Regions from separate parts of the Zea mays genome. Here regions 1 and 2 are each linked to region 3. A link is a contact called in public Hi-C data. All regions are on one chromosome and are shown on one strand. The core of a region is the stretch at or near the end of the contact, and the rest is flanking DNA. Distances in the headings are between cores, read along the strand shown. Region 1 has its middle 18 kb from the start of LOC100273753. Region 2 holds the start of LOC100284467. Region 3 holds the start of LOC100216585.

The links. A called contact is a pair of places that touch in the nucleus more often than the background predicts.
Region 1: a contact with region 3 is called in a Hi-C map of endosperm, with 1.7 times the contacts expected there. The contact joins the enhancer-like site here to the promoter of LOC100216585 in region 3. A contact is called at or near these places in 2 of 25 Hi-C or Micro-C datasets (ear and endosperm).
Region 2: a contact with region 3 is called in a Hi-C map of tassel, with 2.7 times the contacts expected there. The contact joins the promoter of LOC100284467 here to the promoter of LOC100216585 in region 3. A contact is called at or near these places in 3 of 25 Hi-C or Micro-C datasets (ear, endosperm and tassel).

What each region holds. Positions count from the first base shown.
Region 1 is chr1:12,897,448-12,902,110 of Zm-B73-REFERENCE-NAM-5.0, reverse strand. No RefSeq gene overlaps it. Among protein-coding and RNA genes, the nearest start is that of LOC100273753, 18 kb to the left of the region's middle. Within about 2 kb of position 1,985, at least 18 of the 20 cell types and tissues checked have an H3K27ac peak or open chromatin away from gene starts, as enhancers often do. A contact at or near this core is called in ear and endosperm, where this site is marked.
Region 2 is chr1:12,944,257-12,949,097 of Zm-B73-REFERENCE-NAM-5.0, reverse strand. It overlaps LOC100284467, which reads right to left and starts at 2,054. Exons shown (of 2, transcript NM_001371998.1): 1 at 1,515-2,054; 2 at 281-1,408. The coding sequence starts at 1,853. The coding sequence ends at 845.
Region 3 is chr1:12,614,714-12,619,136 of Zm-B73-REFERENCE-NAM-5.0, reverse strand. LOC100216585 reads right to left here and starts at 1,973. Exons shown (of 7, transcript NM_001326534.1): 1 at 1,763-1,973. The coding sequence starts at 1,780.

The sequences.
Region 1 (4,663 bases), core at 736-3,235, 280 kb before region 3:
CATATCATCATAGGTGCATGTTAGGGTATGTACAACCCCATTTAACATGAAGTCCCTTGAGGTGTTTCTAGAGGTTAATTGAAAAATATATAAGAGATAGTCTATTCGCGAAGAGCGTGTCTCTACATGATTATTCGTACATACATATTGGTCTAGTGTCTTAGGGTTATATCACGCAGTCTTTTAACTGCCACCGCCGCATCAGGGTTGTACATGTGCCCTTAGTTTTGTTTTTGAATAAATTCAGTCAACTTTTAAAAAGTTGAGTTGCCAAAAAGCTAAGCGAGATGTGGGATTATTTTGGAACGGGAAAGTAATATAGCTTGTTACTGATTACTAATGATGTATCCAAAATGGGACGATATGCACCAGAATTAAGGCACCGTACGTACAAATTGCAAGGAGACTAGGAGGAATCAGAGAAGGCATGCGATGCCGCAGCAGCGCCAGCAGGGCGTGTAAACCTACGTGCATGACCAGACGGCCCGGCACGACCACGGTGCCCTACTAGCAGTGCTAGCTACTACACCTTGCTAGCTGCACCACCCTGCATGCATGCGTGTCTGTCCGACGATCTAGCACACATCGATCGGCACGTCTAATACGTGACGCAGCGTGCTAAGCGAAGTCTCGTTCCGTGCGTCGCGACGACTGCGTGTGCGCATGGCAGGCAGGCTGCGCGCGTGTTTCATGTATCGATATATCATCGGAGTAGCGCCATAAGTAGGCCATGCATATATGTCAGCTGACAGTGGGTACGTAACGTACGTGTAGTAGTACCAGGCTTATTACACGACCACACATGCACATGCACATGCACACACAGGCCAAAGCCAGCACTGCACTGCAGGTACTACTGGTACGCACCGAGTAGTCCTACTATACGCTGCCGCGCAAGCTGCAACTGCAGTTGCAATACACGGGCCGGCGCGCGCATCGATCCGTACGCAGGCCGCAGCAGCTGTGACTGACAGGTGAGTGCACGCATGCATGTGACTGTGCGTGTGAGTGATACGATCGAGCTGAGCTGTGGAGCCTGCTGGTACTGGTAGGCAGGCAGCAGTGGTGGTGAGCACACGATGACGAGGTCATGATGCGGCCCGCTCATGTGACTGTGCGTGTGACGGTGTGAGTGATGCAACTGCACCTTGCAATCCCCAGCGCTGCGTACCCAGTATATGCTATCTGCCTGCATATCTCTTTCGCCTCCGGCCTCCAGAAGTCCTACAAGTCCATCAGGCAGGCTACGAGTTTTTCGAATGGAATTTTGTAGTTCCAACAAGGAGGTAAAAATGATTACTTTAATTTCTCTGTGGTAAGAAGAATTTTTCAGGAAGTATTGAGTTTGGACTTTGGAGATAGGAGTGCCTGGCTGGTATCTAGCTAGCTTTTCCTATCTCCTATGCATATGCATCCAGCAAGCTTTCTACAAGCGCACGTACTATCTACACGTACCCCGGTCGCGGCCGGCCTTATTTGATGCAGCACGCGTGCATGCACCGCGCGCCGGTGCCGTGTACGTGCCTGCCGCCGCGCACATGGATGGCCACGCACGACGACGACGACGCAGAGCAGGCAGGCAGGCATCAGGCGCGGACACGGCCGGTCGATCGAGCGTTAGGTTACGTGCGCGCGCATGCATATACTTGGCAGTTGGCGCGCACACGCGGCACGGCACGGCAAACGACGGCAGAGAGAGCGGGAGCGAGACGACGGAGCGGAGGAGGGAGGGACGGTGGCGTGCGGTGCGAGGAGGCAGAGAGAGAGAGAGAGACAGACAGAGAGGCCTCGTCTGCTCGATCGGCTTGGCTGCTCCTGCTATACTGTAGCTACGTACGCCATCGACGACGGGACAGCTTCTCGTGGCTTGGACATATGTAGCCATCCACAGTTTGGCCAAATCTGGGGCCATCTGATCTACCTATGCATGCATACGACGCATGACGCAGGCATGCAAATGGCCGGGCAGCGCGCGCCGACGATCCGTCACTTGTATATCGGTGCCCTTCTTTGGCGCCATGCACATAAAGCTTCTAGTGGTGGTCCAAGTCCAATCCATGCATGGCCGGATATCCATTTCTTCGACTGGCCGCGAAATAAAGACACCTGTTGCCTAGTGCAGGAGCAGGACCGAGACGATCCATGACGCAGACGCAACAACTCGTCTTCTCGCTAGCTCTGCTGGATTTATCTTTTCCCCAGTCCACGAATAACGGTGGTATCATATCGAAAGAGAAAGAGGGAAATTACTGCTCGCGACGTGTACTACATGCATGTTGTAAATCTTTAAATTTATTTTAAACTTTTTAGGATGTAAATATTGTTAATAATTTTTTTTCAATAAAACTAAAAAAATTAACTGATATAAATATTATTGCGTCAATTATGCGAGGATAAGGGGAGTAATAATATCGTAAGCTCTCCAACTTTCAGTTTCACTTTCAACGGGCCATGCAAGCAAAAGGCATTGTTCATGCATGTAGTCCAAAGATCGATGTAGACACATGCTCAGCTCACATTCCGTCCTGAGGTCATCACGCGTCACAGTCTCCGATCCCATCTGCCGCCTGCGACCTGCACTGCACCCTCCGATTCGCTGCAGCTAGCTCCTACCGTTCACGTGAACGACTCAACATCTGGAGTATCTTCAGGTCTAGTATTCCTCTCTGGTGCCATGGCCATGGCCGCTACACTGATTCGTGCAGTCGTATCTGCGAACGCTGCCCTAGGTCCAAACCAACTGAGTTCTCAAATAAGTGCACATTTTGTTTTTATTTTTTTTAAAATTTAACTAAACTTATAAAATTTCTTTGATATTTTATGATGTGTAATAACTAGCACTACATTTATTATATTTTTTTTTTGTAACAGATGTATTTAGAGATACAAATGTTGATAATACAAAAATATCCAATCAAAATTTTAAAGTTTGATTCTTGATAAGTGAGATGGGAACCTATGTTAGGTAGGTTCAAGGTTTAAAATCTACGCACTTAATTGCAGTGGCGGAGCTCCATAAAATTAACGCACCGGGTCACTCTACAAATTTAATAACGGGGTAGTAACATTTAAAACAATTCAGTGGAACTATGACAGGTAGGGAAAGGGGACCAGACATTCAGGAATAATTACTCACAATAGGGGAGAATCACGGGCACATGGCAGCAGACAGTCGCTGCCCATTGGCCAGGGAAGCGCTCCGCCCTCGCCTATGAATAAGAAAAAAGAGAATCAGATTGAGGAAGTTGTATAGCTTGGGAGAAGATGTAATGGTAGGGGCGGATTTGCATGGGTGGTGGCGTGGTGCCAGTGCAGGCCGCGCGCGCGTCGCTGCTGCAGGGTTGCAGGGAGGCTGGAGGCGGACTTGCGGTGGTAGATGCCTGAGTCAGAGCCCCCCGGCTACCTCGAAGGTTGCTGGCTTATGCCCTTGCCAGATCTGTGGATCCCAAAGGCGTGGAGAATGATAAAGGACTTGAGGGAGGCGGTCGTGCCGCTGGCAACATAGGAAGTTCAGCCACACATGTTTACGAAATAATTGGAAGAGCCTGTGTTCTCGTGACTTGAGCGACTGAGGAAGGCCGCCAGTGCCAGGCTCAATCGCTGCAAGCAGGAGGTCTTTTGGACCACATTTTTAGGCTGAAATATATTTTAACCAAGATTTTTTAGCTAAAAAAACCTATATACAAGAGGGCTTTTGGGCTGCGCCCCGGGCCACAACCCAGGTGGCCCGGGGCCCAAATCCGCCTCTGCTTAATTGGTTGTCTTAGTATTTTGACCAAACGGTCTGAGGAAACTATTTGCTCTGATAACAAAGATCACTTTATCAGATACAAGGAATTAGAAGGACAACAAACGTGAAGTAAACTTATACTGGTTTAGTTATAGGATATCATACGTCCAATTGCAAATAAATCTCTTATCTTATATGCTCGAGTTTATAAGGTGTTGTCTAAGACTAGTTGTCTATGCAGCATAGCACTGAGTATGTCACAATGTCGATCGGAGGCTCTCTACCTCGTCGTATATAGTCCATAGGGTAGGGTTACAACATCTCGATTGATTTGTAGATATGTTTTCTATTTAACCACAAGAAAATCTAAGAACAATAACTACCATATCCCATAGAAGTCGACGACTAAACTCTATACATTAGGTCACTTGTTCTGCATGTCTAATGATGTATCTTAGTTTGACTAGGCCTCATCTTGAACAACTTTGGCCCACCCTTGTGGTAATGGGATGATGTTCGAGTGGCGTGGTATACTGAGTTTATACAACAACAACCCCTAAAAGACTTCAATGGCAAGCCAGTCCAATGCTCAATCCTTTGGGTGCCTTCAAGCTAAAGGTTTGTCAAGTTGTGTTCCCTAGGGCTCAACCCCCTAGGTATCTACACATGAGTAGATACTTCAGGCTTTTAGTTACTGTGTGCTATTAAGTCCTATTATAGATAAAGATATTTGAGTTTGGGAATCCAAAGTGCCTTGTCTCATCCACCAAACTGTTATGCTCGTAACTCATGTAGGTCATGAATCTTGACTATTATTTTCTCTTTATGCTTCATGGTTGGGCTATAAAACCTAAATAACTTCATCATTGACTCCATAACATATCCTCCTCTAGTGCTTCTGGTAGAAACTATGGCGCTGGCTGAAGGCCTTCA
Region 2 (4,841 bases), core at 805-3,304, 330 kb before region 3:
TTTTTAAAGGAATAAATTTGGAAGAGAAAAATGGTTAGAGTTAGCCTAATGGCCTAGCAAAAAAAAAAATTTGGTTCCAGGTTTCCAGCCAAATGCAAACATGTAGAATGTTTTCTAACCCTAACTCACACACCGTCACACGTCTTCCTCTCCAGCAGCCGCCGCACGCAAAACGAATTGATACCCGCGAGCGGGGAATTTTCATAGTAGCGGGGGCAAAACGATCTCGTTGAATCCGACAGGATAGCCCGCCCGCTTGCTATCCCACCCCTTGCACTTTGCTGACCAGATCCCCACTTTATCCCACCTGAGATTAACCCGCAGCACAACAAACTCAGCATAAACAACTTCGTAATGGCGTTTCCATCCCGCAAGCGAGCTACTGCGATTCCGATGCGTCGACCTCTTTCCCCGACACACCATCCCAAATCCAAATCGAGGGTGGGAGCGGCTTCTCCAGAACGAAGACAGATCATACAGGATCGCGAGCAACAAATCATGCATCTCCGTGGTTCTTTCTTCGCTGTCAGGTTCCGCTGCCTGGAACAACGACGGGTCTCTGTCCGGAATCTCCTTTTTCTTTTACCTCATCATCAATCTAATAAAGCTGCAATTTTTTTTGGTGTGTCCTTTCTCTTCTCCATCATTACCAGCACTAGCTACTACTACTACAGTACTACGACTTCCGGCGCGGCGAAACAGACACCCCCATCAAAAGGGTGAAAAGGGAAAAAAACAAACAGAGCAGGACATTCGCGTCTAGTCCCTGTACGCACACAAGGACCACACGGCAAATTCCCCAAGGGCAAGAGCAAAAAGGAAATTCCAAAAACGACCTCGGTGATTAAGCAGTGGGCCCACCTCCCTCGCCGTCGCCGGCGAGCTCACCGGTGCTGGCCTCGGGCTGCGGAGCCTCGCGGTCGTAGGGGGAAAGCCACCTGGCGCGCATGTACTCGGGCTTGCGCCACGGCGGCAGGTGGAGGCCGCGCTTCTTGAGGCTGGCGCGGGCCGCGTCGGCGGCGGCCGCCACGAGGAGGCGCAGGCGGTCGTCCCGCCCGACGAAGACCGGCGGCAGACGCTGCAGCACGGCGCGGTACGCCTTGGTGGGCCGCGCCACCTCGAAGGCGGACCGGAAGTCGACGTCCACCAGCACGCGCTCGCGCCCGGCGCGCTCCGACGCGGCCGGGAGGAGCACGTCCAGGTACGCGTGGTCCCCGGCGGGGTGGGACGGCGACCTGTCCCAGCGGGAGAGGCAGACCGCGGCGTCGTGGCCCGCCGCGCGGAGGGACCCCGCCAGCAGGCGGAGCAGGTCGCGCTTGCGCGCCCCCGACGCGCGGTGGCGCTCCACCAGCGTCGACACGTCGGCCAGCAGGTTGCGCTCCCGGAGGCTGGCGCAGTGGACGAGCCCCTGCACGCACGCGAGGTCCTCAGTCTCCCTCGGGAAGGAGGACGCTAACAATTCAGAAAGAAGCCACCAGTACGGCAGCACTGTACTGTACTGCTGCGCCGACTACCTTGATTGTCTCCGCGATGTCAGCGGCCGCGGCGTCGGCGGCAGCCGGGCCGTCCTCGTCGTCGGAGGTGTCGCCGGCGTGGAAGCAGTTGCAGCACCGCGCGGCCGCTGCCGCCCGCTCGGCTCCGCCGCCGCCGCCGCCGTCCTCCAGGAAGCTCCGCACCATGCCGTCCAGGCACAGCGAGCTAGGCTCCGGCAGCTCATCCTTGTCCCCGCCACCGGGAGGCGCCGACGGGAGGCGCTCGGCCGGCGAGACCCGCAGCAGCTGGCGCTCGAAGAGGCGCTTCAGCCGCGACTTGGGCGGCGCCGCGGGGGACGGATCGATCTGCGCGGCCCTCATATCCGCACAGCACAAAAGGCGGATCAAGCTAGGCGGCTGGCTGTGGCAGACTGGCAGTGGCACAGCGGCACTGGAGCCGTCGGTCTCGGTCTTCTCTGCCGATCGCCTCAGGCGTACACACCCGTACCCGTCGCCGGCGATTGACTCCTTTTTTTTTGTTCTCTCTTACAGATTTTTATTTCCTGCTAGGCTTGATCTGTTGGGAAGAAGAACACGAGGAGGGGGACCGGGTTTTAAAGGAGGCGCGGCCGGTGACGTGCCGGACGGGAACGCGAACGTTATCCTACGTGTCCACCGCGGTGTGGTCTCCCGTGCGAAACGACCTAGCTGCCCTCTCGTGGCCTGTAGTGGCGTGGCGCGCTGCGTGCAGTGGCAAAGCCGCTGATGTCTCCGGAGAGCAGGGGTGGTTTGGGTATTTATCAGGTGACAGGGTGGGGGGAGACGGCGGCCGCGGCACCGATCGGCGTGACCAGCCCGCATGCCTGTGCTGTGCAGATCTTTTGCAGAATGCAGACTACTACCAGGGCGGGAGGTGGTAGGCGCGTTTTCCTGTGGGGCCAGGTCAGATCAATACTGATAGCAGTAGTTTTATATATACTCCGTACTTCTTCTTTTTTTTAAAAAAATATAACACTGATATTTGTTTAAAGGTATTTGTGGTGCTCCAATTATTGCTCCAGTTAGTGATGATGAAAGAGAGGCGTCATTACCTCGACGTGTGTTTGTTGTTGGAGTAATATACTACTATATACTAGTAATATGTACTAGTAACGAAGGCTCATCAATCGATATCTTTCTCTAGAAACGAAACGCCCTTCGTTCAGCAAACATGCAGGCGAAGAAAGTAATGTCCAGCGTTTAATCATAATATATGTACTTGGTATCCACGCCCACTGATCGTGGAACTGGGAGGCAAGCGCGGTGAGCCGGTGACAGGGGACGCGGCGGCAATGCTTGGCGTCCAAGCTTCGATGGGAGTCAGGCAGGTTGGGCGGGCCGGGGTTGCAATGACCGGAGCCATGGATACTGGTAGGAGGCAGGCAGGTTGGCCGAAGGCCGAAGCCGAAGCCCCCGCCCCGGCGCCCAGAACCAATCGGTTGCGGAAGCTTGTGGCCCGGCGCTAGCTTGCTTGCCCACGGATCCAGCAGCGAATCGTGCAGCAGCAAACAGCAAGGCAGCAAGGGGGGGGAGGAAGGATAGCGCCGCTGGCTGCACGCACACGGAATGGATGATTCCATTCCATGCCGCCTGAGCGCCTTGGTGTGTCCCGGTGGTTTTTGTCTTGTGGTTATCCCGTCCCAGCTGCGGCCGCACAAGCGAAGCGAGCGACGCGTGAGCCGTGGGGAAGGGGAGCACCGCGTTTTCCCCGGGCAGGCAATAGGGCAATAGGCGTCGCTTGCTTCGGCAATAGGGCAATAGGCGACAAGGCGCTTGCCCCCGGTCCCCCGCCCTGCGCGAGCAAGCAATGAACTCGAGTGGCAGGCAGGAAGCGACGCAGCCGTGGTAGGTCGCTCGATCATTTCACCCGCCCGGGGCGGAATCATGGGCCTGCTAGCTGCTGCTGCTGCTGCTGCATGCCGAGCGTGACCGGGCGCGGTGGGCGGCACGTCGGCGTCGGCGTCGCCTCGACTGGGTCGGGTCCGCCTACTGCTGTGCTGCTGCTGGGCCTGGGGGGTGCTCTCCGCGCTCATGGTGCGCGTACGTACGTAGCTGCTGTGCATGCGCCTGCTTGGTACGCCGCGGCCCGGCAGATGGGGAAAAGATCAGCACCGTACCGGATCATTGCGCTTGCGTTTGCGTGCGAGCGACTGACCGGGATGGACGGAGGCCGGAGGGGGCGGGCTACGCCATCGTCCGCTGGTGGTCCCTCTCCCCCCATCCGGGATTCATGTTAGGTGTAACCTCCCCGGCCGTCCGTCAGATAAGCTTTGTATCAAGGATTCTCCTGGTTGGTCCGCAGGTACGCTTGTGACTCTCGCTCGTGGCGTGGGCCACCCCCCCTCCCCTTCGCTCGGATCCAAAGCTGTGCAACGACACCAAAACGCGGGACGCACTTGTCCGCGGAAGAAAGAATCATCGCACAGGAAATTATCGTCGCCATCCGCCTCCGCTGTCCTGTACTGCGCTGCACTGCAGATGTGTTCGTCCTGGTTCGGCCCAGGCCATGGTGTAGCGCGACTGGCTGGCGACGCGACCCTTTTTTGATCCGAGGCATGCTGATCCGGCACTGGGTCACTGGTGCAAAGAAGAACATGCGTCAAGAGGTGGATGGAGTTCATTTATCTTTTGAGAAAGATGGAGCTGGTCGCGAACATTTTTTTTTTTTGTAATCAAGAGCGAGAGAGAGAGAGAGAGCCGACAGATCTTGTGAGCGCGCAGGTGTGGTTTCGCCTTTCCTACAGTAGACGAGACTTGACGAGAGGCTTGATTGTGGATGACTGTAGTAGGTCTCTCATCTCATGCGGTGGCACATAACCACACTGCCATGACAAGTGGGCTCCTACGGTCCTTCTAGGTGCTCGTGGCCTCAGGCCCGGCGTCAATTTGGGCCCGTCGACAACGACTAGGCCGGCTATGGAACTGTGAATCATTGGGCCACCGTGGCCACTGGCCAGGATTGAAACCCTTTTCTACAATTATTAACTAGTTAGTTATCCTACATCGCTACAATTTATATATATTATATAGGTTCAAACGTGATTATATTTTTATTTTAAATTTTATATATATATATATATATTGTCGGTAATGGAAGCCTAGGTCTTTCGATAGGCATGTGAAGCCCCAGCCAGGGTAGTGGTCACACGCATGGTCAGGTCGGGCCAGTGGGTCATGGGCGTCCGCCCAATTGTGGGGCACGTTTATGCATGTGTAAACACGTGTTATGTTTTGCGTAAACACAAGGTGCGCACGTGGTGGGGTTGAGTTTGGATGGGAGAAGGTGGGCCAGCGTCATGTTCGCTGGAAGGGTAATTGGTTCCTACTCGT
Region 3 (4,423 bases), core at 724-3,223:
ATAGCCAATGCAGAATTATGACATGTGCATAAAAGAGAATAGGACAAATTGAGCTATGCATATTGGATCAGTCAACACTAGAATTCAACCAAGGCAGCTCAATACACTGAGCTCTTAGGATTGATTTCATTGATATCTTTCTACAATCTGAACGAACCTAGTCCACGTTGGACCCAACAAAACAACACCAAGTAGCTGCCGAAAAAAAGAGCCATGACCAAGCAGTATAAAATCGCAACCCATTTTGTATGAATCGCAATTCTAAAACTAAAACAAGCACAGAGATATATGACTTATAAAAGAAATACTATACAAAGCTTAGTAATAACACGAAATAACCATCATATTTGCTGTGGAACACAGGGGGCCACAGAGGCACGGGGCACTCTACTAGTTTGCTTTAAAAGTCGTCATATTGGGAGGCCTCCTTTAGTCATATTGGGTGTTTCGTTCTTTAGTCACCCTGCTAAACTTTAGGAACTAACCTTTAGTCTCTAGAATTTATATTTGAGAGGCCTCCTTTAGTCATATTGTTTGGCAGTTTAGGAATTAAAAGTTTGACTAAAGTTTAGGAGGTAGGAACCAAACACCCATAAGACCCAAATGGTCGTCAAACATTCTCGCTGCCTTAAAAAAGGCCCAACTAAAACTACAAAATACATATTGAGCTACTATTCTCACACTGTTCAAGGCTACAATCCATGTGTTCATCTGGCAGTGAGGACACAGGACATTAACCTACTAGGATCGATCTCAGGGATTTATGCTTATGGTATTGACAGACCTAGTCTGAATTGAGCACAAGAAACATAGTTGTACTTGTACGACATAATAGGATGCCTTTTAAGGTAAACCGAGACAATCCACTCAGGGATGGAACGGCGCCGTGTTTGGTTATTACAAGAATCCCAACCACGCACGTAAACCGAGACAATCCACTCAGAGCTTCGTAACGGTGGATAGTTTCTTTGGAGCACGATATCCAAGATAAAAAAAATTAGCTGTGTTCGGTTCTGTCAACCGGATACTCATTATTCGTGAGAACCAAACGATCTCTAAATTATATACAGTATAAAAGACTAGAACAAGTAACCCAAGTGAAAATCGTGAGAACCAAATGCTCTCTAAATTATACGGCTTATTCGGCTGCAGAGCCGCAGGACTGCTGCACTTCAATCCATAGAAGAAGCCGTTTATGCTATCACTGCAACTTCCCAAGAAACAGGACTTGTGCGTGTACGGTAACGGCCGTGCGAAGATTTTTGTGTGATAATAACCAAATCACAATTTTCAATAACTCCGACCATTTAACTTAGAAGGCTATCACTGCACCTTCTATGTATTCGATTACTCGTACAGGGTGTAATTTCTCGGGTGAGAACTGAGAACACATGTTCAAGAGCTGGTCTTATTCCAAGATCCGACTTTCGCATGCTTCGAATCCCTAGCCGGGAAACCAACTAATCGAAAGGGATCGCATGCTTCGAATCCCTAACCGGGAAACCAACTAACCGAAAGGGACGGATCAAATCTAAGTTTAATTCGGCGCGGACAGTCTCCAACATCTCGAGTATGCGGGGGAGGGATTGTAAGTCCCATGTATCCAGGGCCAAGCATCATCATCATCAACAACAACAACAACAACAACAACACGCCCGAAATAGAGCAATGATTTTTTTTTCCTGGCGCCCGATTCCTCGATGCCTCACGAGGATAAGAACAAGAACACGGGAATGGATTTAGGACAGAGAATTGCCGGTACCTGGAACTGGCCCTCCATGCCCGAAGTCCGTCCGCAGTGTAGCTGGTCCTCGTCTTCGAATTTTCTTCGGCTTCTCGAATGCTCCTGAGCGCGGTATCTGCGTCGAGGGGCCTTGCGTTGCGTTTATGTTCAGCTTGGACTGAACGCGAACCCGCACTCTTGTAGATTGCACCCTCACAGCTCATCAATTAAGATGCATACCCTTTTAGCGTTTGGCACTACTACTTGGTATTTCCACATAGAAAAAAAAACAGTCTATATTCCTCGGTGGGTTGAGCAGGTCGATGTTTCTAATTAGAGTGAAAGGTGATGGCTCCGCGGGGGTGTGGCTGCAATTGTTGTTGCGTCGGGGATCTATGATTAAAATGCGTTATATACGTTTTATTTATTTACACATAGCTGCATGAAACGTGACGGCATAAAAATAGCATGATTTGCTGATGGCAGTGTTTGTAAAAGACAAAAGGCAAGGTCAGACGATGCATTGCATGGATAAGAGACGAACGAAGAGGAGGGTGTAGGTGAGCCGGTGAGGTGCGGGTCGGCGGGTGGCAGCATGAAGTCCGTTGCGCCGCGCCTCCCTCCGCCCGGGCAGGTCATGACTCACGCACGATAATCAGCTCGAAGTCATGCGGGCCAGGCCAACGGCGCATTTGTTCTTGCACCGGGAATGGGTCATCGATGACGTAAGCACGAAGCAGAATCGCTACACACTAGCGGGGGGGGGGATTGGAAGGAGAAAGAGACGGAACTTGACCCCGGCGGCTAGCAACACAAAAAAAAGAAGGCCCAAACCATGTAGTGCCACAGGCCTTTGACGGGCCAGCCAGTCTGCAAAAGGCGGGCCTACACACGTTTGGGCGGTTCGTTCCTTTCCTTTCCTTTCTTTTAGAACAGCGGTTGCTTGCAGACTGCTGTAGCAAGCAGCCAAGCAGTACTAGTACAGCTCCTCGATTCGACCCTTGTGTGTGGACGGACGGGGGGGGGCGGTGGCATTTCCATGCTTTCTGTCATTTCTACTGAGGCACGGCGACCACATGCCGCGCAAAAGTATTTTAGTACGCCTCTGTCTTCCTCCTTGCAGTTGCAGTAGCAGGTCCCTTGTCCAGAGATTCTTGGCCAAGTTTGATGCGCGTAAACTTCTCCCAATAGCTGATAGCATATATATTCTGAATCTGTCACCGGACTTTTCTCTCACCGCGGGCTTGTGCAGCAAATTTTGTTCTAGCGCCTATTCATTCCAACTTCTTCCGTCTAGTTGTATAAAGCACGATTCATATGTATTAGTGATGATCTCGCGCACGACCCTATAAATACAAAAAAGGGTCCTTTGTTCTGTACTATACGCGCAGCACGGTGATCCTGGGCATGCATGTGTCATGAAACAGCGCAGAGACATACATATACGTACGTACATGCATGCACAATGACTTCTTTTTTTCCCGATAGCCATACGACGACGACCGGGAAACTGGATTGGACGACGAACAACGTTGCTGATGGAATGCATGCATGTACGCACGCACGCATGCAGCACCGTACGCATGCAGCACCGTCCTGGCAAAGTTAATTAATATACACGGATAGTACTAAGCTCTCGCATTGCATGCAGGTGGTGGTCCATGGTTGTCGAGAGCGAGACGTCGACAAGTTCATGAATTCGGAGCTACCCGCTCTGGCTGGCTGGCTGGCTGGCTGGCTGGCTGGCTGGCTCTGGGCTGGGGTCTGGGCAATGGACAAGTGGGCAGGGGCACCATGCACGCACGGAGGGGCCGTGCGTCAGGACTCGTCCGTGCATGTCTTCTTCACCCCCATCTTCCTGGCCTGTGCTCTGCTGCTGTCCGCGCGCGCGCTTGCATGTGGACCATCTGGGCCTAGGAAGGCTGGTTCGAGCATGGTACGGTGGTTGCAGCTCAGTAATTACTGGAGACACTGACTGGAGTAGCCAGTAGCTTTGGATGACGATCGATGAACACTGCCCACGACCGATCTCAACTTATTGCTTTTGTTGGTGTTGTTGTTGTTGTTGTTGTACGCGATGAACACTGTCCGCCTAGGAGAAGACGGGATAGAGGGTGTGGTCAAAATCGATGGAACACATTGGACGTGGACGCATGCGTGCGTGCGTGCACACTACTGCCCATATCCATATGCATGGTGGCCATGCGCAGTCCAGTTCGTCGAGAGTGCGTGCCGTGCCCGGCCGGCCGACTTGCGGTATGCTTGCTATACGTACTGCTGCGGTGCTGCCCCTAGCTGCTGCTAGCTGTACATGTACGTGCGTGGAGACGTGGAGTGGAGTGCAGAGAGTAGCATGCTGTGCAGTGTCATGCGCTATGCGTGCGCGCGGCGGCAGACACCGGCCAAACTAGCTTGTTGTACCGTCGTCGCGTCATCTCACACGCTGCGGTACAGTGCATGCACGTACGCACGCGCACGTGCCCTCGTCCACTGTTTGGCTTCCCCGTACATGCTACATGCATGCATGCGGGGTAGGTCGTGTATTGTTGTACATGTACTTTCACAGTACGTACTCTGTATTGTTATGAACTTAGCTAGGCGATTTAATTTTTTAGTTTAATTCATAAATTCCTCAGCGAATATAGGTGCCTGTAAGTTGCTATATATGGTTTCCATATACCATATAGATATAATTTGTTT